Regions from separate parts of the Macaca mulatta genome. Here region 2 is linked to region 1. A link is a contact called in public Hi-C data. All regions are on one chromosome and are shown on one strand. Each heading gives the region's core, a stretch centred on a gene start, on an enhancer-like site or on the middle of the called end of the contact. The rest is flanking DNA. Distances are from core to core; before and after follow the strand shown. Region 1 holds the start of CTDSP1 (CTD small phosphatase 1). Region 2 holds the start of CNOT9 (CCR4-NOT transcription complex subunit 9).

Evidence for each region. Hi-C and Micro-C count contacts between places; a contact is called where the count stands out from the background.
Region 2: a contact with region 1 is called in a Hi-C map of fetal cortex germinal zone, with 2.9 times the contacts expected there. The contact joins the promoter of CNOT9 here to the promoter of CTDSP1 in region 1. A contact is called at or near these places in 3 of 14 Hi-C or Micro-C datasets (CD4 T cells, cortical neurons and fetal cortex germinal zone).

The regions. Positions count from the first base shown.
Region 1 is chr12:123,626,522-123,629,352 of T2T-MMU8v2.0, reverse strand. CTDSP1 (CTD small phosphatase 1) reads right to left here and starts at 1,565. Exons shown (of 7, transcript NM_001193873.1): 1 at 1,163-1,565. The coding sequence starts at 1,229. All of the region lies in intron 2 of LOC144333483 (a long non-coding RNA gene), which reads left to right.
Region 2 is chr12:123,805,648-123,808,347 of T2T-MMU8v2.0, reverse strand. CNOT9 (CCR4-NOT transcription complex subunit 9) reads right to left here and starts at 1,443. Exons shown (of 9, transcript XM_077957569.1): 1 at 1,298-1,443. It overlaps USP37 (ubiquitin specific peptidase 37), which reads left to right and starts at 1,946. Exons shown (of 25, transcript XM_077957565.1): 1 at 1,946-2,105.

The DNA of each region.
Region 1 (2,831 bases), core at 316-2,815:
TGCGTGGCCTGGAGAAGGGGATCCTGGGGTGCTCTCTCCCTGCATCTCACAGCCTCCATGACTGCTAATGATCAGCCCCACTGGGGTGCCTCCTGACCCCACCTTACCTGAGCACCCCTGCCCAGGACAGCCAGGGCCTGGGACCCACGGCAGTCTGCCCCTGCCCTCTCTCCATCCTCTCCACCCCCATTGGTACAAAGTCCTCACTGCGGCTGGGCCCAGAGGCAGGGGTGCAGTCCTTCGGACTAGGGCCAATGTCCAGTGGCCATCTGTTTGCCCCACCCTGCCCAAACCTCCGACCTGGAGCCCAGGAGCGGCGGCCTGATTAACAGACACCCCTCCCACCCCATCCCCCTTCGGCCCCCTACAACTAGCCTTTCCACCTTGCCCTCAGCTCCAGGGCAGCCAGGCCCAGGCGACGGTGGGCAGACCTGGGGGCAGCGTCCACGTCCTGAGATCCACACGGGGAAAAGGACGGGCAGACCCCCACCCCGGCCCAGCCACGCGCGAGGAGGTGGGGGCGCGTAGCAGCTAGGCTTCGCGGGGTGGTGCGTGCCCACTAGGCGCACGACTCTCCCCGCGGGCGCCAGGCAACTCTTGGAAGTGCTGACCGTCCTCTCTGTGTCTCCGAGGGGCTCGGCGCCTCCACGCGTGACGCGAAGTTTGTGGGAACGTGGCTGTGTGTTGGCGGGAGATCCCTCCAAGCCTCCCTAGCCCGCTGTCACCTCGGCGCCCCCTCCCAAGACCAAGACCCTACGGAACCGCAGCCAAGGGAGGGGGTGGGGCGGAGTCTCAGCGGGTGGCCCTTAGGCACCCTCCTTAGCTCCCCCATCTCCCAGCCCCATTGGCGCCAATGGGGGGGGGCGCCCATGCACCACGCAATGCCAGCCAGGAAGCCCCCGAAGGAGTTCCTTCTCTACTTCTGCCTCAGTTTCCTCACCTCGAGCGGACGGGAGCGCCCCAAAGGCGCCAGGCCCCGCCCCGCGTCTCTGAGTCTCCTTTGAGTTCAAACTCTCTCCCCGCTCCCTCTCGGGCTGGGAGCTTCGGGCACGGCTGAGGTGGCCGCCCGGGGCGGCGGCGGCGGCTCCTCTGGGGAAGATCCCGGCCACTCCTCTCCTCCCACGGCGCCCCGACTTCGGCCCCCTCCCCGCAGCCCCGGTACCTTTGCCCCGCAGCGGGCCCCGAGCCTCCTCCTTGCTGATCTGAGTAATGACGGCCGAGCTGTCCATGGGGCCGGGCGCGCTCCGCTCCGGCCAGACTCTGGCCCGGGCGCCCGGCCTCCCCCCCGGCTGGGGCCGGAATCGGGGCGCGGGGGGGAGGGGAGGGGTGGGAGGGAGGGATCCCCGCGAGCTTCGGAGGGGAGGGGAGCCAGGTTCTAGGGGGGAGGGGGAGGGAGGGGGCGCGGAGGAAACTTTGTTACAACATGGAGTTTCCTCCCCGCGAGGCGGATGCAAACATGGAACCCAGGCGCCGTTTCAAGGCTCCCCCTTAAAAGGGCAACGGCTTCGGCGTGACCTGGACTCGGCTGCGGCTTTCGCCACTTCTGGGACCGACGCGGCTAGGCGGACTGGGAGGCGGGCAGGGCCGGGTTCCTGCCGCGCTCCAGGGGGCGTCGCCTCCCTTCCTGCCGCCCGCCGGCGGGGCTGAGCCTCTGCGGCTGCGTGGCAGGCTCGGCACCCGGCTCACCGTTCCAGGCCGCCGAGCGCCCTGGGCCAAGGCCCGCCCGCGCGGAGCGCCCACGCCCGGGAGTGCACGAGTGCGGCGCGGCTCCACCTCTGCGTTTTCTGAGGACTCGGGACTGGAGGCTTCTTGGTTACCTCGTTGACGACTTGGGGATAGCGCTACCTCATCTGTAAAATGGGTCTTCTCTCCTGTCTGGTGGTCGCAAAGGTCACTTCGCAAGGGCGTCATGAGCCAGCGAAAGCGCTGCTGGCTTGAAACAGCTGTGCAAACCTCAGAATCACGGTCTTGACTAGGACGGTCACCGCCCCCCGCAGCCCCTGGGCAAGGTGCCCCTGGTCTGTAGGGCGTGAAATTTCAATTCCCTGACCTGGGAAGTCCCCTGCCGACCTCTCCCCACGGCCCCACGCGGGGCCCCGCACGTCCACCCGCCGCGCACAGGCCACCACGCATTCCCGCCTGAAGAAGTTTTCGTATGCGCTGTTCTCTCCGCGTAGCCAAATTCCACCGACCTCGAGGAAATGCCACCTTCTCCAGGGGCCTTCCCAGGTCCCCTCCCCTGCCCGCGTTCGCCGGCCGCCCTTTGATTACTGGGGGTGCGGTGGGGGTCACTGGACTCGCTGCCGATCCCAGGAGCCCAGCACGGCGCCGCACGCGGTGGGCCCAAAGCCCGACCGTGGGGACCTCAAACCAGAGGCCCTCAAGGCTCGTTCCACCCGGCCTGTGGCGCAGTGCTAGGCACTTGGGAACGAAGGTCCCTGCCTTCCCGCGGGAAGCCCCTCCGTGGTGCGCGCCGTGGGTCTGCGGGTTGGTCTTTTCACTCGTCATTACTATTCTGTAAGTTCACCATTTAAAAACTAATAACGCCAAGCCCGACAAACACGCCTCGGCACTTCCTCCCCTCCCCGCTCTCCCGCGGGCCTCCGTGGCGGGGCGGGGCGGGCGCGTCCTGTCCCGTTCGGCCTCCGGGTGCGACGCGGCGCACGTCCGCCAGGCCCTGCCGAGGGGGAGCCGGGGAGGGGAGGCCCCGCGCGGGGGCCGGGAGGGGAAGGGAGGGGAGCGGCGCCTGCCATTAGGCGCGGCGGCTTCGTGCCCTGAGGCTGGGAGCAGGGGCGGGAGGGGACTGTCGGGGACTGATACCCCGGCCCCCG
Region 2 (2,700 bases), core at 194-2,693, 180 kb before region 1:
TTGCCTGCTAATACAATTTCAGTACATCACTTTCCTTAAATCATTTCCCTTTGGTTAAACAGAAAAAGCAGAAATGGTCTTCGGGCAGGTGTGCTCAAATCAAATGATCTCCTTTCACCATCATGGCTATGTTCTTTCAGTGGTCACCTTCCCTTCAATATTCTTTCATGCAGCAAAGTATCTCAGTCTTTATCTTGTACTAGGAACTGTCCTGGCACCGGGGAAACCATGTCAACAGGGCCCACATGATCCCTGTCCCTGCCTTCAAGGAGACAGACAACAAATAAGCGAATACAATAATTACACAGGGAACAAGGCTGTAAAGGGTACTCTACTAAAGTTAGAAGCTGCGGAACTAATTTGAAAAGGATAGTCAGGGAAGGCCACTCAGACAGATTTAGGCAGAGACCTGAAGAAAGACGGATTTGGATAAACAGTTTAAGGAGAAGAAGGAGAGTTCAAGGAAGAGGTACCAATTACACTCATGCTGTGTGTGTAAAGGAGGAGGGATAAGAAGAACATTCACTCTAGGCGTAGAGACCACAAAGTGCATGTTGGAGAAGAAAAGCGCGTTGCATTGGGTTAGGTGGCCAGTGTAGCTGAAGCTTGAGGAGGAGACATAAAACGAGATTATAAACGTGGGTTAAGGACCACATCATACAGGGCCTTTGTAGGCTATGGCAAGGAGTCTAGATTTTATTTAAATGCCAAGAGAAGTAGGATTACTTCAGACAGCTGAATTACACTTTCTTTTCCGTTAAAAAATCACGCGGGTAAAACGAGATGTGTCGAGGAAAGTTTTAAACGCAGAGAACCTAAGTCAGATGCAAAAATTACGCACTTCTTCGGGCCTCAGGTTTTCCATAAGTAAAGCAAGTGGTTTGAACTAGAAGCCATTTCCTTCCCGCTGCGACGCGGTGAGTTCTGAGAGCGCGAGCCGCGTCAGATTGACCATGGAATTCCCCTCATCGACGCCGGCGCCCAGAACACAACTGGCGCCCTGAAACTGTTGGTCAGCTCAAAAAATCAATGAATGGCCTGCTACGGGCGCGGGACCAGGCCCTGGCGCCCGCAAAGAACGCGATGGGTCGCGCTGGAGGCCGCGAGATGCGTCCGGCGAGGAAATACAGGCCGGCTCCACCACAACCAAAGCGTGCCGAGGAGGGGAATCGGGGCCTCGTAGGTTGAGTACAGAAAAAATCAGACTAGGGACCCGACACCGGGAACTAGGAGAGAAGGCCGAAACGTGGGTCTGAGGAAGGATTCTGGTTCCAGGCCTGGGGACCCAGCCACTCACCGCAGCCGTCGCCAGGCTGTGCATGTTGTGAGCGGCCGCCGCTCTCCTTCCACAGCCGGACGCGTCTGACCCGCGTCCCCGCTTCAGCACCCCTGCCGCGGAAAATAATGAGCCGCCGTAGCCGCCATCCGCCTCCGGCTCGCTCCGCCCCCTTCGCGGCCCTCTGACCTCTCACCCCTGACCCCACCCACACATCCTCTTCCCGCCTCCAGGCCCTCGGCCTAGTTAACAGTCCCAGAGTATGGCCTTTGCCCCTTAAGATTTAGGATCGGAAGGACGTCCACGACCACTAGTCCCCGCAACTCCTGGCTTTCAGCAGATTTTTCCAGAGAGCGGCATGAACTCTGACCCTCCTCCAAAGGCCAGTGAACGGCGGGAAAGGATGGACAGTCCCGGGAAGACAACTATTGCGCATGCCCGACTGGGCTGTGTAGGAGGGAAATGGTTGGGGGGGGTTCGAAATCGGGTGAAGCGGAAAGTGCGCGTGCGTACTACAGTCACGGCTGGGGCGGGGCTGCCCGGGCTAGGCCGCTCTAGGTGCTGGGGGGCGGGGCGAGGGCGTGTGAGGGGCGGAGTTTTTGGCTGGCGCGCACGCGCCTGTCTGGTCGCGTAGAATGTGCGTGCGTGCGTGCGTGTTTGCGTGTGGTCACAGTTCCCGCCATCAGCCGCTCTCCCTGACTAGGGGTAGCTAGCGGCCTCCCTCCTTTGGGTTTGGTATCCCTACTTCCATTACCCCCGGCTCCTCCTTCTCCGCGCGGGCTCCGTGCTTTCCGCGGGTCTGTCTGGGGGCTCCGGACCTTCGGCGCAGGTAAGGCGGGCCGGGGTAGCTTCTCAATTGAGCCGTTTTCCCTAGCACCCCCTCCCTCTGTGCGATCCGCCCACTCGGCGTTCACTCTTCTGGAGTTCGCCCTGCTGCTACTGAGCCCGCCCACAACCCCTCGACGCACCCCCAGCCTCACAGGTACTACCTTTGGGTGCATTGCCCCGGCTTTCCCCTCTCGTTTGACTTGGTCTCCACTGCCACTCTCTCCCTCCGAAACTCAAACCTGCCCCCTTTTCTCTGGGGCTGTTGTCCGCCACTTACCTTCTAACAGGGCCTGCTGTCTCTTCAGGTGACTTTCGTTACGGCACATCCATCAGGTCTTGGACATGATACTCATTCACTCTCTTGACCATTTTCACCTTCCTCTTGACCAGTCCTCACTGCAAAACATAAATTGTATTTTTGTTGTGCATTTCCTTGCTCCCATTTCTGGCCGCCAGATCAGGTAGTTAGATGTAACTATTTTAAGTCATGATCCATGAAAGGAAATGATGATTGATGACAAAGTCTTGTGTCCTGGAGAGTTGTCCTAAAGTGGTTTTGGGGTAGTCCTCTCAAAATTTCAGCTCTGTATAAATTC